2 separate regions of the Columba livia genome follow, and region 1 is linked to region 2. Evidence: chromatin contacts called from public Hi-C data. All regions are on one chromosome and are shown on one strand. The core of a region is the stretch at or near the end of the contact, and the rest is flanking DNA. Distances in the headings are between cores, read along the strand shown.

Region 1 (5,179 bases), core at 2,641-5,140, 130 kb before region 2:
AAGCTAAACAGCAGTTCTTTGGCCAATACCAAAGACTGATGTGTGCTCAGACAAGGAAGGCTTTGTAGAATCTAAGTTTTGCATACTTATTGAGCACAGGATACTGGGACCGTTACTCATCGTTCTCCTAACCACTCCTGTACCATTCAGCAGCAATCAAGATTGATGCAGTATGCTCACATGGATTGGCTGGATTACTTGTGGGAAGGGAGAGGCATGCAAACAATTTCTAATAGCATTTATAAAGACCCACAACAACAGCAATGAAGAGTCCCACAAAGTGGGCACATTTTGAGCAGGTGTTAGGTTTTCACCCCTTCCCTCAAATTAGATACAAAATCACATGAAATTAAAATTCCATAAAGAATAAAAACTACTCTTGTTTTACAGTTTTACATTCTCATGACACATCTGAAGGATAAGTCTAAAAATATCTTAAAAGGCAGAAAAGTAAAAAGCTGACAAATTTGAAGATCAGGCAAACATTTGCTGCTGAACAGGTACTATTAAGTTAGACCTGCTTTGTTTCTGGGGGGGTTACTATTCTGAGAATCAAAATGGTAAAAGGAGTAAACCAACTTCTGATGTTCCACAGCTCTTAGTTCCCACTCTTTGCCACCATTATTTTAGATGTCCTTTAACCATTTTTATAAAGTTGCAGGTAATAAACCATAGAATGCATGGTGCATTATGAGTTTGAGCAATATTGCACGTGGCAATACCAGATTATTTTCAGTATATATTATTGAAAAGCTAGTGTTAACCAAAGCCATGTCAAATGAAATATGACAAAAACATGGTTTTCACCTCTTCAGTTTTGTATAGACTTTCATTTAAACTGCCCACACTTCATAGCTGTTCAATTCTTTCAAACAAGCTGAAGAGTAAAACTTCCTGGATTTTCATCAGTGCTTCGGAAATCAAGCAGTTCTTAATGCACAACTTACAGACTTAAAAGTAGCACAGAAAAAGAGCTGATGTGATTAAGCACCACAGACAGGATCACAAGAGAACAGCCCACAGACAAATAGAGAAGAGAGAAAGGAGCCTATAAAGCAATTGGTGCCTGAACTGCTTCCAGTTTTTGATTTAGCCTAGTAGCTCTGTCACATTCTCTCTTGAAAACTTGGGAGAGCACATCTCAAATGAACAGCAAATGGTAGGTTTTGCTCCCACCATTACAAACTTTACTCCTGTACTTACAAACTTGGTATCCATCAATAACAGCCACTGAAACAGGTAAATGAGGTGTCTCAACCCTGAATTGCCATGTTTCACTACTCCTGGATCTTTGGCCAGAACATAACAGGGAAAAGCAGGAAAAAATGCAGGCAGCAAGAGAGCATTAGACCATGTTTCAGAGCTTGAAGCGATGACCCACAACTAATTTTCCTTTTTTTTTTTTTTGTAATTAAGCATTCTTGGAAGACTGAGGCTCTGGATAAGTGAAATTAAAAATAATCTGAAAGTGTCCAATTGCATATCAAGTGCCTCACGTAAGAGACTTCAATTTCATCCCATTTTAGATCCTTTGAAATTACAAATCATTGTGTTTTACTCTGATCAGTGGTCACAATTAGACAAAAGCTTAACCAAACTGATCAATTGGTCAAAACATGGGTGGAGAAAAGGCTAGAAAGGACATTCTTCTTTCAGTACCTCATAGTACAAATCTTTTTTTGTACCAAAATAGTTTAAGAATTTACCATCTAGATAAAGCACCACCCAGCTGCCTGTAATTGACTTTAATATCTACAGATTTAAGACTGCCTTGACTGCTACTGATATCAAAGACAGGAACTAGTCAACAGAACACCAGAAGAGCTCAGAAGAAAATCAAGAATACATTTTAAAGGGTATGCCTTCCAACTTATTAGTCAAAACTGCTTTAAAAACACTTGCAGGAAATCTTTAAAAAGCAAGAACAAAAAAAGACTATTGAAGTGTAACTGAACTGCAATAACATCATAATACTATGTATACCTTTTTAAGGACTAAAACCAGTTTTATTTGCAGTTCTCTAAATGTTCCAGTTTGGTTGATAAACTATTCACTTTTTTTCTGCTCCCAGGACAGTGATCAGTAATCACTTGCTACCCCAAGAGGGACATACAGGTTGATGCACAGAAACACTGACTTCAGTTGCGCCAGCCTAAAAGCCAGCCAAACCTACACTGAGGGGTTACAGGGTAGTTAACCAGTGCAGAGTACGAACCCCAACTTAAACTGAAAGTAGAAGGGTGTTATGCTGATGTAAAGTCTTCTGCAGCAGTGCAAGTCCCAATTTCTATTTGGCATGTGAGGCACAGCTATAGCTTTTGACACAGGTGAGATGTATTTGTAGCTAGAACAGTAAGAGAAGCTTCAAATGTAGATACATCCTTTGAATTGCGTACCTGTGATGAACCTAAATAGCTTATTGTGGCTAATGTCTCAAAATTAAAATGCAAAAAAGCCTTAAGAAAAATCTTACTGCATTGGATTCTTCTTCTAGAAAGCATTTAAGAACATGTGTAATTTCAAACATATGGTTAAATATTTTCCCCAATATTAAGCTTTAGTAAATAAAAGCCAAAACTCATTAAACACATATTACACTTAACCTTAATCAAAGTGAGTTCCAGACAGTTTGCTGGTTGCTCTTTTCACAATTCTGTGAGACATTCAGAAGCTGAACAGTAACTTTATTCCAGAAAGCACAGAAGAAAGCCTGGTGGTCTGGATGATATTCAAGCTAATTGCTGTCTACACAGTGATGAAGAATGAAGATTGTAACATCACTGGTGTCAGCTTCCATATAAAGAGAAATGTGCCATGCCTAACTTCTGACTATAGTGTCCAATTGCAGATATACCTTGAAATAACTCCTTTAGTGAGCCACTCATTACTGCGTATTATGCACATTCCACAAACCGTGGCTGCACTTGTTCTGTGAAGTCCAGTTTGTAAAGATAAAATGTGATGATTTAAGAGACAGGGTGTTAATGTCTAGATTCTTCCAGCCCTATAGGCAACAGGGAACTTAAAAACTATTAAAACATTATTTGTTCTATAGGGATTACTTATTACACATTCAATTTAGTCAACCATGTCTGCTGAGAGGCACACAAATCCCACCATAGCTAATTTAAGAACTTACCAATTTCCCTTGCAATTCTGACAGCTTCATCTGCATCCTGTAAAAGCAGGAAATGAGACCCAACGTTAATCCCATCAGCCACTGCACTGTGTCCTGAGGGCAGTCATATATTGCACTACTGTCTCCTCTGATTCATTTAATGTTTGATTTTACAACCTTCTGACCCTTTTCAGCCAGAGGAATGTAAAATTAATACCATAAGTGGAATGTAAATTCTACCTCATCATTAGTATACTGAGAAACTCAAAGCAACGAGGAATCAGCTGACAGGAAACACAACCAAGATCGCAAAATGATTTTCTGCAGTTGTAGGAATTTAATGCTAGAATGTAGAAGTTTACAGTCAATAATGGATCATAAATCAGATCGTTAAAGTTTGTCCACTGCCAGTTTGTTTCTGTCCTCACAGGTATTTCTTGTGTTTTCCTGGTTGTTGTCAGTAGGGGGAGTTGATTCTCTATTGTTTGGTTCAGAAAACTTGCAGAACTACTTTAAAGACTTTTTTTTCGGTCTACAGAAGAAAGAATATAAGCATTTCACTTTTGTAAGTATTTCATTCTAAAGACAGAATAAACCTTAAATGCATCACTTTAAACCACATCTGAAATGAGAAAAAAAAATCACATAATTGTTTCCCTCTAAAATGAGTCCCACACATTACTAGTGTATGAAAATTAGAACAGTTCCTTTGTTGATGCCACCTATTGCTTCAGCTGACCCCCACCACTATTAATTGCTTACTACTTAAGGAAATCTCTTTTCCTGCAGTAGTTAATTGTGGTTTCTTCTATTGATAACAATATAATTCCATCATCTAATACTTGAAAGGAAAAGAGTTAAGTTACAGTGGCATGGGTTAAGTTTGAAAATTCCATCCAAATTTGCTAATATTTATACTATTTCAGGACACGCATTAAAACATTTGTATGGAAGGTAGTAATGTCTGGAAACCACCAGCTGCTAAGTGTGTCTGAAACTATGGGGGCTGACTTATGAACATTAAAATGAAACCTGATATTTTTAAAGCTTTCAAGGCAATCCATTTTAAAAACACACAGGTCAGAACTTAAAAAAAATACATAAGAAATGTTCATACCTGGTTCATTTATGTCTGATAATAAAACAAAATCCTCTTTAAAAGTCTTCAGTACCTAGTAACAGCCCCATGAAGAATAAGGGGGCTGGCAGGGGAAGTTGTCAGAAAATTTAATTTCCTTTCATTAGCTAGTCTGCTCCACAAATCGGTGCTTGTTAAGTTCAAAGCAGTCCTGAAAACAACATCAGTTTTAAGTCTTTTTACTCCAGTCACATCTGTTAATGAGATTTTTCCAAATAACAATTGTTTTTAAGTCAAGAGAAATCTAGGAAAAAGCCTTGCACCCTTCCCAAAAAAAGAGGGGGAAAAAAAAAAAAATCAGGGTTTACTGTTTTATTACACCTTGCTGCTTTCCATGACCCTGCACCCTCCAAATTTTAGCTTAAAGGGATAAAATGCATGAAAAGGGTCATTTAAGAATGTTAGTGGTTTCCACACATTGAGTTTGAAGGTTCTTTGTTCCTGCCTGTGACAGTTATGCGAGAATACTTCCCCTTAATAGCCTCTCTGTCAGGAAGTGTTAAACCTGCCAAATGCAGACAATTAGAGCCTCTTGAACAAAATGCAGGAAGAGTGATGACTGATGAAGAGCCACGATTATAGTGGAGAAGGAAACTTTTACATTTCTTTTCTCTTGCAAATTTACTCATATATTTGCAAAATAGAGTTAAGAGGGGGGAAGCAAACAGGGTGATTTTTTTTTCCACTTAGTTACCTGCAAACAAGTGGCTGATACGTCGCAGCCCACTGGAAGACAAGCTGCAAATCATTACAGAGGAACTTTTCCCTGCCACTGTATTTTTACACACGCATACAACTTGAAATAATAAGCGGTATTGTGTCAGCAGCTCTAATTGTCTCAGTTCTGGCTTGAATAGACTCAAGTCATCTGCCCAGCACAGTTATTAATTTACACTATTTTAACATCTGTTTCTTTTACAGTT
Region 2 (5,427 bases), core at 623-3,122:
AAAATATACGTATATAAATACATGTATAGGCTAGTTTGTGAGGAGAAGTTTTTACTGTGCAATAAAAACATCGAGCAGCCCCTTTTAAAACCAGAGGATTATTTATTCTCGTTCCTTGCCTTGCAGCATCACTGACACCACCCCCCCCCCCCCCAGCCAAGCGAGCCTGGAGCATCGGTTCGGCTCCTGGGAGGGGGGGGGGACACAGGCGGCTCTCGGTCCTCCTTGCGGGGGAGGAAGCCTGGACTCCCCGCGGGGCCGGCTCCTGCTCTACAGTCCCTACCCCAGTTTTAGCAAGCAGCGGGCCAAATCCTGCGAGTTTTCCTCACGTGAGTAGCGAGGGGAGGGAGGAGGGGAGAGTTGGAGCCTGGCCCAGGAAATGCCGAACCAGCAAGGGGCTTCCTTTGAACGTGGCTCGGCAAAGGGCAGAGGCGAGGATACGCAGATGTGCTTTGGTCAAGGGGATTAGTTGGTCGGGGAGGGCCAGGAGGTGTGTGTGGAGGGGTGTCCGCTGGCATCCCCCGCCCCGTTTCCTCTCCCGGCGTGGCGGAGTAGTGTCCTTCGCTGCCCCGCTGACTGGGAAGGGCAGGCAGCCTGCCTGCAGTTTCTTAAGAGCGCGGGAGCGCCAGGCGTTCCCAGGGGGACCAGCAGCCTAAGGAAAGCAGATGACATATCAATAAAGGCCACGTCTCCTCCCGCAGCTCCAGAGAAAAGTCAGGGCAATGCTCCTTTCCCCCTCTTCGGTCTGCAGGGAGAGTCCCGGCCCTGCCTTTTCGGCGTCCCCAAACGCCAGCATCCTCCTTTGTGCAGAAGAGGCAGTTTTGACGCTTCACAAAGCACTTCACTTTCGAGGACCAACACACTCCGCATCCCAGGGACGCTCACATCACCCTCCCCCCCCCGCCCCCCCTTAGTGTACCCCCCACTTTCCCTGCTTTCTCCCTCGAAGGCAGCAGCTCCTGGCAGACATCCCCCAGATGGAGACTCTCTCATTTCCAACCTTACGGCCCCCCTCCATCCCTGGCATCCCAAAAGCGTCGAGGGTCTGTGTAACTGGAGCGATTTCATCCTTATTTTGCCATTGTCGAATTAGGTTTGAGATGGAGACAGCTGCCTGGGGTACGGCTGATGGCCCCCCGAGAGGCATGGGCCGGCTGTCCCGACCGGGCGTCCTGGGAAGGGCCTGCGGGGCACCTCGGGAGGAGGAAGCCCCAAAAGCAGGTGGTGAATGCGAGCTTCCCAAACTTCTTCCTAATAATATGTGCTGCAGCTTTCCCGAGGCTGCTTACTAATTTTCTGAAGTAAAGGAATCCCCCCTGCCTCCCCCGCTGCCGCCTTCTTTTTACGAAAACATTGGCTGCCTTCCCCTAGTATTGCCTTCAGTTGCCCACCTTAGGCACGAGTACACACAGCCTCGGCCTCGCGTGGGTGTGGGGGTGTGTGCGTTGCATCAGGGCGTGCTTTCCTGCCTCATCGCTGAATGAATGATGGCCAAAAAAAAAAGGAAGCCGAGCGCTGAGCCCGGCAGCAGCCCTGCTCGTGGGCTGCTCCCAGCCATAGAGAGAAATCCCGCAGCCCCGCAAACGTAAACACGGCGGCGCAGCGGCTCCGAGCAGGGTGCCCCGTCCAGCGCCGGGGGAGCGGCAGCTGCTGCCCGCTGCTGCCCGCTGCCGGCGGGGGGGGGGTGGGTAGCGGGTGCGCCCCGTCGGGCCCCGCGCGAAGTTTTGCAAGTGCAACTTCGGGGGGCGGCGCGGACGGGAGGGGGGATGTGGGGGGCTGCGGGGGCGGATCCCTGCTGCGCCGGCGGCCTGAAAGGAAGCCAATCGCGGCGCCCCAGCCGCTGCCAATCATCGGGATCCGTCCAATCCCTCCGGTGCCGTGTCCAAGCCGTATTTCCCACCGCGCCGCTGAAGTGTGGTGAGGGCTCTGCCAATCGCGGGCGGCCAGAGCGGGGCCGGGGATGCGCGGAGTTAGGAGCGCAGACAAAAGAAGTTAAAGAGCCGCTTAATATATACATGTTTTTGAAGGCGGGTAGAGGGAAAAAAATAACAACAGCGAGCGTAGATGGGCTTGGCTGTGTCGTTATGGAGCCCCCTTTGAGCAAGAGGAACCCGACACTGAGATTAGCGGATTTGGCAGCGGCTCAGCCCCATCCTCACCAGAACATGACAGGCTTCCCGGGGCTGGGGAACCACCACGTCCACCCCCACCACGCGGCCCACCTCCACCCCGGGGACGCGGGTGGCGACCCTGGCGGCGCCCTCACGCCGCTCGGACCCGAGCACATGGCGCAGCCCGCCGCCCTCAAGCTCACGCCCGAGGCGCTCACCGCCGCAGCCGCTGCCTTCGCCGCGCCCGCCGCCACCACCACCGCCGCCGCTGCCGCCGCCACCGCCGCCGCCGCCACCACCGCCGCCGCCTACGCGCCGCCCGCAGCCGCCCTCCCGGGCTACCCGTCGGGGGGGGCGGCAGGCCGGGACTTCCTCCTGCGGCGGGAGCTGCCCGCCGCCGCCGCCGCCGTGCATGGGGCGCTGGGTGAACAGCACCCGCCCGCCAGCTCCCCCCACCTCCCGCACCCGCCGCCCCACGGCGTCTTCATCTCGGCCGCCGGCACTTACGGGACGGCCGACGGGACGCACGCCGCATTCCCGCCGCCGCCGCCAGGCGAGCAGGGCGCGCCCCCCGGCCGCCATCCGCCGCTCAACGGGCAGATGCGCTTGGGGATGGCGGCCGCCGCCGGGGAGCTCTACGGACGCGCCGAGGCGCACTACGGGGCCGCTGCCGCCGCCGCCTCCTCCTCGGCGTTGCAAGGTTACGGCTCCGTCAACCTCAACCTGGCAGCGGCGGCGGCGGCCGGCCACGGGCACCCGCACCACCCCCACCACCACCACCATCATCACCACCACCACCATGCCCACGTCGGGGCGGCGGCGGCCGCGGCCGGAGCTTTCTTGCGGTACATGCGGCAGCCCATCAAGCAAGAGCTGATCTGCAAGTGGATCGACCGAGAGCCTCCTCCTCCGCCTCCTCCTCCGCCACCGGGCGCTAGGAAGCCTTGCTCCAAAACTTTCAGCACGATGCAGGAGCTGGTGAGCCATGTCACCGTGGAGCACGTCGGCGGGCCCGAGCAGAGCAGCCACGTGTGCTACTGGGAGGAGTGTCCCCGCGAAGGCAAGCCCTTCAAAGCGAAATACAAACTCATCAACCACATCCGAGTGCACACGGGAGAAAAGCCCTTCCCCTGCCCCTTCCCCGGCTGCGGGAAGGTCTTCGCTCGCTCCGAAAACCTCAAGATCCACAAGCGGACTCATACAGGTGGGTGCTCCCCCCTCCCCCCAGACTCCTCTGTAAGCCTTTTCTTCCTTTTTCTTTCCTTTTTTTTTTTTTTTTTCACATTTCCACCTCTTTTCCTCCTCTCCTACGCATCGTCGAACATGTGACTTTTTCATGAATAAGTAATTCGGCAGCACACGGGCCACGCACAGACAGTCACGCACAGACAGCCACGCATAGACAGACAGCCGCGCACATGCACCCGGCCCCCTCTCCCCTGCACACACGTGTTCCTCCACCCCCCCTACACCCCACATCTTGGGCAGCTCTCTCCCCACCCCCTCCGCCACCCACCTCCCCACACCCCGGCACCAGTGGATAAATACGACGATTAATAAATAACCCAGTGTCCAGGGGGAGATAAACAGCAAGCCCTGCGGAAGAGCGAGGAGAGGATGCGCGCCCGCACGGCTCAGCGCCCACCGACCGGGCCTGGGGCACCCCGGAGGGCTCACCCCGCTGCTGGGGAGAGCTGCGCGGTGCCCCCCTCCGCGAAGGACGGTTGTTCTGCTTTTCCTGCCGGTTCTACCGGCGAGGACGGAGCCTGGCAGGGGGGCGCTTGGCCCGGTGGAGATGGGGCCTCAGGGGCTCTTGGGGGCGCAGTTCCCTTGCGCTGCGGGCGGCGGCGGCGCGGCGCTTGGGGCTGCCGGGGCTACCTAGCTGCTCCCGCTACCGGAGCTACCCCCGCTGCCGGGGCTGGCGCTACTACGGGGCTACTGATGTTGCCGGCTGTGCCCCGCTGCCGGGGCTACCGATACTGCCGGGACTACCGGGGCTGCCCCTGCCGCCGGGGCTACCGGTACTGACCCCGCTGCCGAAGCTGCCGGTGTTACCCAGGCTGCTCCCACCTCCGGCGGTACCTGCGGAGCCGGGGAGGAGGGCGCAGGGCGGGAAAGGCGCTTGCCGGAGGACGCTTTTCTCTGTGGATCTGAGGAGGAAACTTCAAAGCAGCCACGGCTGCCTGGCGGGGCTTCGCGGAGCGGGAGCTGCTGGAGGAGGGAGCGGCACCGCTGGTGGATGCCCCGGGGGACAGGCCCGGCCCGGTGCTGAGCTCCTGGAGGGGCTTAGGGTGTGTTTGAGCCTTTGAGTTTTTTTCTTTTCTTCCCCCCTCCCCCCATTTATTTTTCCCTTTCTCCTCCTTTCTCGCCATCCCTGAAACACGCATTTCGATCTGGGTGTAAAAACTCTTGCCGAAAACGAACGAAGCCGGGATTTATAGTAGTAGACAAATATTATTCCTCGGAGGACACTTAAGGAAGTGGAGTTGCCGTAATTGCTTTCTTGATTTATTGTGTGCTGCTCGGGAAGAGAAAAGCGGCGACCGTGCAACGTGTTGTTCCGATGTAAAACCAAATGGCCCATGGCAGAAAGGATTATAGATTTTTATCTCCAGAATATATCAGGCATGAGCCCATGTGTAGCTGCGGAGACCTGAGGATGCCTGGCTGTCTGCGCCCAGAGCCGGGGGGAGGGGGGAGATGTCTCCTGCAGGGGGAATGACACATTTTTTGAAGGGTTGTTGTTGTTGTGTTAATGGCACCGCGGAATGAGTTAAATGCTGGAGGCCCGTGTTTTTGTCATCTAGCCGTCCCCATCTGTCTTGATTTGGAAAACAAAACTTCACTGCGGACTTTTCTGGGCTCCACAACTCCTTCCCCATCCCAGCTCCGGGGGGGGAAAGCAGCGAGTCCGGATGAGGATTGGGGGGGGGCAGAGGGATTCAGAGGTAAAAGGACCTTACCCCGACAACCTAAATATGTATCAGACACAGCTTGCAGCTCTGAGCTGTGGTCAAGCAGTGCCCCAAGGCCCTGCATGGGACATGGCCCTTTGCAAAGTAAATTTGGAGGAGTTTGCAGTCGGGGGCGACCCGCAGCTCTCCGGGGGCTGTGCAGTGCATGTTCCCCGAGAAAGTGCCCACGCATGAACCCACGGGAGAAGGCTATCTCCACGCAGAAGGGGCTGTTGCAACAAAGGAGCCCTCGGGACTCAGGTTGGGGGGCAATAGCTCCCTTCGGCTGACAGCTCGGCCCGCAGGAATGCAAAGGGGACGTGAGTCCCCACGCACAGCCCTCGGGTGGACGAGGGGTCCCA

The links. Hi-C and Micro-C count contacts between places; a contact is called where the count stands out from the background.
Region 1: a contact with region 2 is called in a Hi-C map of crop, with 2.6 times the contacts expected there. The contact joins the enhancer-like site here to the promoter of ZIC5 in region 2. A contact is called at or near these places in 2 of 2 Hi-C or Micro-C datasets (crop and liver).

Annotation. Positions count from the first base shown.
Region 1 is chr1:57,307,557-57,312,735 of bColLiv1.pat.W.v2, reverse strand. PCCA (propionyl-CoA carboxylase subunit alpha) reads right to left here. Exons shown (of 24, transcript XM_065057776.1): 8 at 3,140-3,176. Among named protein-coding and RNA genes, the nearest start is that of PCCA, 84 kb to the right of the region's middle. Within about 2 kb of position 3,890, at least 2 of the 3 cell types and tissues checked have an H3K27ac peak away from gene starts, as active enhancers do.
Region 2 is chr1:57,171,801-57,177,227 of bColLiv1.pat.W.v2, reverse strand. ZIC5 (Zic family member 5) reads left to right here and starts at 1,872. Exons shown (of 4, transcript XM_065057684.1): 1 at 1,872-2,344; 2 at 2,346-2,424; 3 at 2,427-3,315. The coding sequence starts at 2,016.